Linked DNA regions of Anser cygnoides: all the other regions are linked to region 3. A link is a contact called in public Hi-C data. All regions are on one chromosome and are shown on one strand. The core of a region is the stretch at or near the end of the contact, and the rest is flanking DNA. Distances in the headings are between cores, read along the strand shown.

Region 1 (3,611 bases), core at 793-3,292, 250 kb after region 3:
AAGCAGCTTACTCTCCCACAAAGCTATCGGTTCTGCGGGACAGGAGGTGCCGTTTCAACTTTACGCCACTGTGTCAGCAAACAGGACTTTGATATACACACAGGCAGTGACTTGGTTGTGGAAACACATATTCAGATTCTAGGGAGTCATGCATCGGGGCTGATACATGGGGTTTGCCAAGAGGGTAAACAAAAAAAAAAAAAAAAAAAAGAGGTTTTTAAATGATAACCCATTTTCCAGCTTACTGGAAAAGAAACCAAATACAGGAACATTGCCTAACAAATTAAGAAAATTTAACTTGACCCGTTGTTTTTGGTGGCAGCCAGTGGGTCAGTGGGAAACGTGGCTTTGGAAAATTATCATTACTTTTTAAAGCCCGGTGTCATGTCTCACTTCCCCTGACAGTGTGTAAACAGTTTCTGGGAAACCGAGCTGTGCTCCTGAATCTTAGAGGCCTATTTCTGGCTTTTTTTTTTTTTTTTTGTTAATGCCAGCCTGTCTCAAATTCACTGCCTAACAAAAGCCGCGTTTCTAACAGCAGGAAGTCAGCACCTGTGATTGAATTCATGCTTGACTAGGTATCATGAATACAACCTGTCAGGAATAAGTGGTCTTTTGCCTATTCTTGTGGATTTATTTATCAAGGAGCGATTCAACAACAAAGTAATTAAGCCACAGGTCGGATTACTGGCTGTTATTTGCAAACCCATGCGTCAGTTCCTCTGGCCTGCCGGGAATTTCTAGCCCAGGTGTTTGCCTCGGTTTGGCTCATGGCTTTGTTATGTAGCTCAGATCCCAGGCATCCCCTATAGCCAGGTTAGACACAGACTAGTAGCTGCAAATAACTCTTAATATTTCAAGAAAAGCAACAGGCTCCTACCTGCTAGCAGCAGATACAGCTTGCTCAAGTTCAGTGCCTTTGAGCAATTTGTTCCTGATCTCAGCCTGCTATAACCCAAGTGACAACTAAACCACTGCAAGGTTTGGGGCCCGACTTGATCTCACAGCCTCACTTTATCGCTAGCCCACCATTATTTCTAGCTGTAACTGCTCAGGGTGCTCTAAATTTAGCGCGCTCCATTCTTGACGCTTAAGCCACTCGCATATCTGCACATTGTTACATCTCCATTAACCGCCTTTGCCACTAATTAACATGCAGGCATTTATGAAGACTCATAAAAGCAGTTAGATTAATCCCTTCAGTCTCACTGTCTTTTTTTCCTGCTTCAGCTCGGCTGCCCATCCCGAAAGGCACAGCCCTGCCTTGCATCCTGCAGGAGGGGCTGGTAGGATAGGAGGGTGCTGTGGCTTGTTTTGCACAGGAGATGCTGATGCTGCCCCCCTCCACCCTGCTTTAGTCCCCACGCATCCTGTCCCATCCAACAGCGTGCTTCCTGGTGAGGAAATCCCGTACCCGAGCTATGCTGCTCTGATGTTAATATCATACCTTAAACTCGTGGAGGGACACCTGCCCCTTCTGGAAGTTCTTCATGAAGGGTGTGTTCTCCGCCTGCTCGTGCACCTCCTTGGTGGCTTCCTTCAAGAGCTCCGACAGGTCCTGAGACATGCTGGGGAAAAGCAGCGGGACAGACATCAGAGTTGTGGCTCCCCTCCAGCAAAAACAGATCTCAGCTCTCTAGGAAAAGCGGGGAGCCTGGGGCGGCAGGAAAAGGAGCAGAGAGATCCCGAGAGCCAGGGACTGGGGTGCCAGCATCCCAGTCGCTGTCCGGAGCGGGGAATACTGACAGACTCCATCCAGAGGGGAGAGGAGGAGCAAGCTGCTCCCTGCAGAGCAGAAACAGGAACACCGTGCTTAAAAGCAGAAGGAGCAATGCACTACTCTTTCAGCTAAAACGTACCCTTTCTCCCTTGCCCCGCTCTCACCTTTCAGAGCTCTGTTTCTGGGAAGTTTCCATGTTTCTCCACGTCGTTTCCCTGCTGTTTGTTTTCTCCTGCTCGCGCTCCTCCTTCCCCTCTGCTCCCAGGACGGCGAGGCGTCTGAGCTGGGCAGCCCAGCTCCCGCATCCAGCTTTATACCGACGAGCCACGTGAGCAGCCGAACCGCTGACCTCAGTGTGAGCACAAACTTCTTGCAACACACTGCACTTCCCTTCCCAGCGTGGCTGTCGCCCTGCCTCGCCCCCCAGAAGGAGGCCAGCCTCGGAAGGCAGGAGGAAGTCACCCGATGCTTCGTGACAGCTCAGCGCAAACAAGAGGATGCCCGGCCACTTCTCCTTCCCCGGGGGGGGGCTCCTGGTGTTGGGGCGGCGGGGTTGGGCAAGGAGGGGTGGGTTTATGGGGGCAATGCCCGTGGCAGGGTGGGCAGCCGCCTCTCCCTACACCCATCTGTGTCCCAGCTGCGCCCTGCCTCTGGAGCTCACACTACATCTGTCCTAACCTGCTCTAGCAAGCCTCCGGTGCAAACGTTTCATTTCCCATGGCAGTGAGCATCTTCATAGCCTCTCACGTAACACAGAGCTTGCTGGCCACGGGATGAGGAGCTCTGCACAGTAGGACGCTGGGCTTTGCGCCAGTCCTGGGCACCCAGGGTGATGCAGGTGCTGTGGCACGTGCACCAGCTCGAGTCTGCAAGTGCCACAAGTACAGCTGCACAGCACCAGACCCTGCTGAATTCACCTTGTCTCCATGCACAGAGCCAGCACAGGTGTGCCTGCACCAACGCATGGAGAAATCCTTTCTGCTCTCCGGTATGATGGCAAAAATACCGTGTTTGTGTGGCAAGTGGCCCCTGCTGTTACCTCCTGAAACGCCCTGCACACGGTTGCGGTAACAGCAGGGGCCACTTGCCCACAGCAGCTCCATCTCCTCCACACCCAGATGGCTGGAAATAGCTGCTGTGTGTGGAGGACTGCAAAGATGTGGTGCGAGACTTGGGGTAAACTCTGAGGAAACGTGCAGAGATTTGCAAAGGCAAATAATTTCTGATTTAGCAAAGGAGAGTTGGTCAAGGCGCTGCTGCCAGTAGCTGGCTTCTCTGCTGTTTTGTCTGGTTCGGTGGTCGAGGAGGCAGCCAACAGATGAAGTGGGACCCTTCTTTTCCATCTGCAGCTCTGCTGGAAGCACAGCTAGCCGGGATGGAAGATGCATTGTCCAGCTGTGCTTTGGGAAAACACAAATTTTGTGTTCAAGCCAAAAGAGCGGGGCACTCAAAGCCAGCGCTGCAGCAGCGGGCACTGCCACCCAAGCCGTGCACCTCACGTGCTGCCTTGGCCCTACACTTACACCCCAGCTGCAGGGGGCTAGAAAACTGTCCCAGAGGAAACGTGCCCCACGCCTGGTTTGGGACCGGGGCAGACATCTGGTGAGCGGCGCAGGCTCAGGAAGGATTACTCAGCGCTTCCACCCTGACTCAGCCAGGCTTTTCCTGTAGGGCTCCCCTCGTTAAAGCAACAGAGCGTTCTAGCAAAAACTGGCAGCTCCTCTCCTGCTCCCAGGCCCTCTCACACGACTTGCTGCTGGCCTGCTTATTTTCCTATAAAATAAACGTATCGGGATGTCCGAAGCTTCGAAGCAAGTGTGACAAAGCCCCAGATGTCTGCTGGCAGAGCGGGGAGCACAGGGCAGCATGGCCAGTGCTGCCTGAAGATGTT
Region 2 (3,429 bases), core at 135-2,634, 140 kb before region 3:
CGTGTTCCCAAAAGCCTTTGGGAATTGTTCTCTACAGGGTGTCTCCGGTGAGTCTCATTTACTTTTTTGTGCTCTCCCTGGCAGAATCCTGTTTCCTCTTCGCCCTCACCCGCCAGAAGCTGCCTCCCTTCTGCCAGCAGGGCTACGCGAGGATGCAAGGACTGGCGGGGAGCGAGAGGCTCCGGCGCCACGCGGTAGCAGCCGGCCTGCTGGAGGATTTTGCTGCCGCGGACTTCTCAGGTGACAAACTCCCCGACGGGGACCAGCTGCTGAAGGACCACGTCGTACCCGTCCGCCCGCTGCAGCATCTCGTTAACGCCAAGGACGAACTCTAACGTTTCTCCCGCCGCGCGGAAACCCACGGGTGCTGCTGTGCCAGTACTGTAACAGAGATCCCCGGCAGGGCTCTCCCCTCTCCCCCGCGCCTCTTCCATCCCCATCCCTTCTTCTGCCGTTCACGACTTGCCAAAGACCTGCTCAGATCTTGCTGTTACAGAAAGGACCGACGTGCTCCCAAGGACAAGGCAGGGCCTGAAATCCGGCGGTGCTGAGGCGCCCGCTTTGTCCTTGCAGTGCTCAGAGTTGCCTGAAGGTGGTGTTTATAGCCTAGGCCAGCATCTGCAGCGACATCCAGGGGTCCAAAAGGGGAGATTTGAGGGACGTTTGGGTGACTTACATTGTCACCTCCCTCTTGTGAGGTGACTTGCTCGTGTCCCGTGGCAGCCTGGTGCGGGCGCGCTGCTCCCTGGGTGCTGCGAGTGCTTCGGGATCTGTTTGTGTACCGAATCCAGAAGTGGTTCTCTGGGCAAACTGCACGGTATTTTTGCTGCCTTTGATTTAGGGCGGTGCCGGAGGTGGGCACAGAGGGGTGGTGGGTTTTTAGTTAAGTCCGGCGGGGATAATTTCTCATTTCCAGGAGAGCACTACAAGAGACCCTTCGCCCTACGCGGCTGAGCAGCCTGCCTCCAGTCCTAGGGCAGAGAGACTCACACTGACTGTGGGCCTGCTGTCCAAACATTTCTTCTCTGTACCAAACACCCTAAAAAGCCCCCCCACACACCCCGTTTTATAAAGCATGTCCGCCACCCCTCCTCTTTGCACTGCATCCCGACAAGAAAGTTCCAGGTGCACTTTGGTGACAAAACGCTCGTCCTGTTTCTTTCTCTCCCCTCCGCTCACCCCAAAACCCCTCTCCCAAGGGCTGGCTGGGTGGTGGGCTGCGCTTTCCTGCCCCTTTGTTATCCCCACGCGTTCGTGTGCGTCCCCCGGGGGGGCTCCACGCGGGGCCGGTCCCCTAAATCCCAATGAATCGCGGGGGTGCGCGACAAAGCTCCCCCAGGGGGCACGAAAAAGGTCCCCGCGGAGCAGCCTGCTCCGCCCCAAGCCGGCGGCTGGGTGCGAGTGACAGCAGCGGCAGCCACTGAGCTCCCGCAAACGGGGCGGGGGGGGGCGGCTCCATCCGCAGAGACGGCCGGAAGCGGGTTTGGGCACCTGCGGGCAGGGCGAGGTGCGGGGCCGCGGCCGCGATAGGGAGCGGGGTCGCGATCGGGACGGGGATCGCGACCGCCCCCCCGCCCTGACGCCCCCCTCTTCTCCCCGCAGATGGCGCAGAGGTTGGCGCTCCGTCGGCTGCTGGCCGGCCCCGGCAGGGCCTTGGGCACCTCCGCGGCCCGCCCGAGCGCCTTCAACGTGCAGGACGGCGGCGACTTCCAGGAGCGGGTGGTCAACAGCGCCAAGCCCGTCGTGGTGGACTTCCACGCGCAGTAAGTGCCCGGCAGCGCCGAGCCCCGGGGCACGGCGAGGCTCCGGTAACGCCCTTCATCGCTTCTCGGGGCTAAGTGTCCCCCCAAAAAACACAGAGCGACGTTAACGCGCGTTTTGTACCTCCCCGCAGGCTCACGCTGTGTCTCTGCAGCTCTAGCACCGTGCGCTCTTGGGCCAGAGCTCTTGACAGCCTCACGGTAGCAGAAGCAATGTTTGTGATCGATAAAACTGTTGTTGTGCTCTTGCCAGTTAAAATATTCCTGGATGTTATCCGCTGGATTAACGATGCCGATTATACTGCTTTTTCAAGTGTTTTCACGGTCCTGTAGTGCTGCCATAGGAGTTGTGGCTGATTCTGGGCAAACAGGCTACAGAGCAGCCCCAAAACAGCTGCACTAAACAGACCAAACTGACGAACCACAACCAACATTAACTGGGGTCATCCAGGGAGAAAAAGACAAATAATGGAAAGCCTGAAACCCAACATGGAAGGAGGCACAAAACTTACGTTTTGCATGAGCTTATGTTTTACATGAAAAGGGCACTCAGAGCTTTAACTTGTGTTTTCCTTGGCCTGAGGGAGTTCACAGCTCCCTAACCAGCGTGTTTAGGTGCAGCACTGTTTTCCCTGTGTGGGGCCTTGCAAAATCTGCCGTGGCTGCCATGTTCTTGCGTTAAACGCCTGCTATGTCTGCAATTTTTGCAGCTAACTCTGCAGTAAGTACACAGGCAAGCCTGTGATAATTGGCACGAGCCAATAGGTGTGCAGGTGGCTGCCCCCATGCCTGACAGCAACGCTTGCACCACGGCGGCGTTGTGGCCATCTGGGTTACAGCTCAACACGTGAGCAGGGCAGGGACGAACGGCTGAGCAGCAGAAGGAGGACAGCCCGGGCTGGGGGAGCTGGTTAATGTTTATGCTCGGCGTTCAATGCCAGCAGCGTCCCGTAGCATAGAGGTTGGGCTGAAGACAAGAGAGGTAAAACGGTGGTAAAGGCACTGGCGTTCCAGCCTTCCGTGCCTGCTGCTGCTGCACTTGCCTCCCCTCGTGCCTGCTCTCTTTCTCTCCTTAGGTGGTGCGGTCCCTGCAAGATCCTAGGCCCCAGGTTAGAGAAGATGGTGGCCAAGCAGGAGGGGAAGGTGGTGATGGCCAAAGTGGACATCGATGATCACACAGACCTTGCCATTGAGTACGAGGTAGGAGCTGGAAGAGCACAGGCTCGCCGGTGGTGGTAGTCCGGAGCAGGTCCCTCTCCAGGGAGAGGTGTCTGCGCAGGGAGGGGAAGCCCAGGGCTGCTGCCTGCCTGTGCCTGGTCCACTGGGTCACTGCAGTGGCTGGATTTCACTGCATGCCCCTCCTCCAGCTCTGCTGCTCATATTCGGTGTCCCCACCTCTAAATCTGCAGAAATGTGTCCTTTAGGCCGTGCAGAAATCTGTCAGTGTAAACACAGCGTATCACAGAACGGCCGAGGTTGGAAGGGACCTCTGAAGATCACCCAGTCCAACCCCTGGACCAAGCAGGATCACCTGGAGCACGTTGCAGGATGGCATCCAGGCGGGTTTTGAATATCTCCAGAGGAGGAGACTCCACAACCTCTCTGGGCAACCTGTCCCAGTGGTCTGTCACCCTCACAGTAAAGAAGTGCCCCCTCGTATTGAGCCAGA
Region 3 (3,552 bases), core at 215-2,714:
TCATCCCTTAATAACTCTTCTGATGTGAAAGTCCAGAGCTGCTGTTGCTGACGGGTCACCAGAGCAGCGGCGATGGGCTCGGGAAGCTGTGCTATGGACTGGGCATCTCCAGAGGGCTCTGTATGGCTGAGCAGGAAGGGATGGATGTATGTTAGCCGGTGTCCTTATGTATTTCAGGTGGAACATAGCTTCACAGAGATTTCCCAGTGGGCAAACAGCATCAGCAACACTTTGGTGTTTTCATTTTAGCAAATAGTTGTTCAAAATAAATAATTAAATCTCTTCTTGGTGACATTTTGATCTGTGGTAAAGGTTTTTTCCTTCCTTCTTGCTTTTGGCCCTGAAACGGATTAAATTCAGGTCTGGTTTTCACTAATGAGGTTTCAAGGCTTTTAGCTAATCTGATTGGGAACCTCTAACACGACAGCAGCAGAAAGAAGCCCTCTGTTGCTACAGATGGGCTGGTGTGGGAGAGAGAGTCCTGCTTGATGCATCACCTGCTTTTCTGCACTGGGGAGGGAGGAAGGAAGTGGTGTGGGATTGTGTGCAGTAATCCTGACCCTGTAACAAAGTTAATTACGAGATGCAGGAGCAATTGTGTCAGATTTCTCCATTTCATCAGATTAGGAGCTGGATTTGAGTTGGAGAGCGTAAATCTGTGTATCTTGCTCTTTGCCATTGCACTTATTTATTGCAAATCCCTGTACTGTGCTTTTTACCGCAATGTTTTCCTTAGCAGAAGTAGCAGAGCGGAGGTTTATTTTCAGGCACCTCATCGTTTGACCACAGCAGTCCTACTAGAAATTCTCTGGATATAACCTACCCTTTCTTTCACCTTACTTAGCATCCTACTCCTTCACTTATTTGTAAGTCCTTCTCGCTCCTTCCAGCTCTCTGCCACTAATTGCTGGCTGCAAACCTTTCACTATGCTGTTTTTACACCCTCTAGTGGTTAAAGCGTACCCAGATGTTCCAGATTATTACAGTTTTCTTTCTGCTAGCGGGGATATGTGATTGGTTTGAGTCCTTGCTTTGGCCGTTTGGGAGCGCTTAGGTCTACAGTCCAAAGTTTATCTTGTGTGCTCTCCCAAATATTTAAGTGTTCTGTCATCATCACGCATGGGCAGCAGCACTGAGGCAAGGGAGATGAGTTCATGTCGAGGCTGTATTTCTCTTCATTTGGTGTTGCATGATTGCTTTATGATAACGCACAGCACAGCCCCCCTGCTCCTTGCCTGTCCTGCCAGGGTGCTGTCCTGCTGGGCTTTTTGTGGTGGCAGGGCTCGAGGAGCATGTGTGCTAAATCAGTATGGTAACAGTTTGCCTAAAACGAGAGAGCTTTCTGCCGCTGTTAGTGCGGCGCTCCTGGGGCTGGTACAGCTGTATGAGGAGCTGCAGAGCTCCCTGGGACTGTTCTCAAGAATTCGAGGTTTGCTCTGTGGATCCATAATGCCCATGCAGGCACAGCAGGATGCCCCTGCATTTCTGCAGTGCTAGGATGACAGCACAAATGAAGGCCTCCATAAAGGGAGAATGCGGGAAGCGTTAACGTAAGGCTGTTAACTGAGATGAGAACTGAGTCTTTTGGTGAGGAGAGCTTTTTCTCTGGAGGCTATTCGGTGCTGTATCCCTCTGTCGGGCCTGCTAGCAAAATGGTGTTTCTTTTTTTGTAACATGAGTGCCTGCCTGAAATGCAGTGAACCAAGACTTCTTTGCTTCATTTCCCAAGCTGTGACAAACAGCTCTGAGATCCTAGGAGTTTGTCTCCGTGTGGAAAATGGCCAGTACAGCTATACTGACACAACTTTTATATACAAACTCGTCAAGAATAAATACTCTGGCTCTGGAAAGTTATTCCGTGCTAACTATGCCAGCTTGTTTTATATATAGCCAAGGTCTATGTCGAATTGCTCTAGTGCTTTTCATGTGTATTAGAAGTGATATCTAAAATTCATTTGAATTGCTGCTGAATACTGGCACTTCTGTGGCAGCGTTTGGCAGCTGCACAAAATAAATATGTTCTCCAACAGGAAACGAAATGAGCAAGAACACCTTGTTCGGCTCCCACTGAAGGGATGAGAGGAGGAGAGAGAGTTTATGCAAGCAGGAGGTAATTGCACACACCAGAACTGGGTCAGGATGTTAGAGCTGTTACACCTCTTCTGTTATGGAAAGTGATCCGCAGCTATCATAACAGGTTAGGATGTTGGTTTGAAGCCTCTTTTTAAAGCTTACGCTTCTGTGAGTGCCATTCTTAAATTAAACTGGGCCATTGGCTCGGTACTAATGTGGTGGAAATGTCATTACCTGTCACAAATGACACTTCCTTCAGCGGTGTAATTTCGGTGGCTGGTTTGCCATCCGAGCACTCACCGGGCCTGACCTGCTGTTCTCATCTATGTAGATGAGCCTGCAGCCCTGGGTAGCCTGAGTGCCCATGGCAACTACTAGGAACAGCTTTATCACTAGCCCCTCAGTTCGAGTTCAGGCTTGAGGTGAAATGCTGTTAAATCCTCTCCAATTGTCAGCCTGTTCCCCTGGGCTGCTGCTCTCTTGCTGCTTTGGCCTATCTGGTGGAGCATCGCGGGAAGCAGCAGGCTGCATGCGCTCCCTCACTGCGGCTGTGGGGCTGCTCTGGGTGAGCGGTGCCGGCAGGCTGTGACAACAGGAAGCCTCCCCTCTTGCTTTCTTTCTGTTTATTTTCCTTGCGTGGGGAGCTCGGCGAGGAAGCCCTTCATCCCAAGATGTGAGGGGTGTGTGTGAGCCCCCGCGGGAGGCAGGATGGTGGGCAAGAGGCTTCCTCTTGCAGCTGGCTGCAGGCAGGCACCGCTGCTCCCCTCCCTTGGTGCTGTCTGCCCCGAGCAGCAGGCTTTTGGCAGGGAGCTCACACAGGGAAACCTCCGTCCCCTCCTCTGGGTGGTCTGGGTCTCCTTTGTCTGTCTCCCTCCTCTCCATCACATGGATGAAGCATGAATTTGGGGATGTTGCCTCAACTTTGTTAGCAGCTTGGAGTTTCAGCATGGATTAGGGTATCCACAAAAATCTCTTGGTTTAGTGCAGTGTTAACATATCAAGCTGCCCTTGTCATAAAATAGTAACCTTCTGGAGGAAAATGGCTCGGTTACTTCTCTGCTCTTACTTGTACCATGGTTGCACCAGCCGTGGTCTCTCCAGTTATAAAGACTTCTTGTCTCAAGAGTTTAAATTTTTAGGTAGTATTCCTGAAAAGCATTTTGGTTTTTAATTTGTTTCCCTCCTTGTAACTGGCCATGGAAATACACCCTCTAGTGAGTATGCTAACTTGCTGGGTAAATGGTAAGTGTGTGGCAGCAGAAGTGTTGTTATTAGGGAGCTGGAAGGGAGGGTTAATGTTTGTGGGTTTTTGGTTTGTTTGCCACCTTATTTGCACTTTTGGTTTGAATGAAGTATATTAAATGCAAATCCTTAAACTGAGTGACAGAGAGAGGGAGAAAGGCCTTCAATACAATTTTAAAACCGTTCTCTTTGAGCGAAGAGCCAGGACAAAGATCAGGAAGTGTCTGAAGTCCTCTG

What was found. Hi-C and Micro-C count contacts between places; a contact is called where the count stands out from the background.
Region 1: a contact with region 3 is called in a Hi-C map of liver, with 2.7 times the contacts expected there. The contact joins the promoter of HMOX1 here to the enhancer-like site in region 3. A contact is called at or near these places in 2 of 7 Hi-C or Micro-C datasets (both in liver).
Region 2: a Hi-C map of liver shows a contact between it and region 3, with 2.5 times the contacts expected there. The contact joins the promoter of TXN2 here to the enhancer-like site in region 3. A contact is called at or near these places in 2 of 7 Hi-C or Micro-C datasets (both in liver).

The regions. Positions count from the first base shown.
Region 1 is chr1:56,883,150-56,886,760 of Taihu_goose_T2T_genome, forward strand. HMOX1 (heme oxygenase 1) reads right to left here and starts at 2,043. Exons shown (of 5, transcript XM_013181078.3): 1 at 1,885-2,043; 2 at 1,448-1,568. The coding sequence starts at 1,916.
Region 2 is chr1:56,485,760-56,489,188 of Taihu_goose_T2T_genome, forward strand. It overlaps TXN2 (thioredoxin 2), which reads left to right and starts at 1,385. Exons shown (of 4, transcript XM_048048298.2): 1 at 1,385-1,507; 2 at 1,603-1,763; 3 at 2,837-2,960. The coding sequence starts at 1,603. FOXRED2 (FAD dependent oxidoreductase domain containing 2) reads left to right here. Exons shown (of 9, transcript XM_066996741.1): 9 at 85-1,218. The coding sequence ends at 335.
Region 3 is chr1:56,630,642-56,634,193 of Taihu_goose_T2T_genome, forward strand. The region is part of intron 3 of RBFOX2 (RNA binding fox-1 homolog 2); the gene reads left to right. Among named protein-coding and RNA genes, the nearest start is that of RBFOX2, 38 kb to the left of the region's middle. Within about 2 kb of position 1,465, at least 2 of the 3 cell types and tissues checked have open chromatin away from gene starts, as enhancers often do. A contact at or near this core is called in liver, where this site is marked.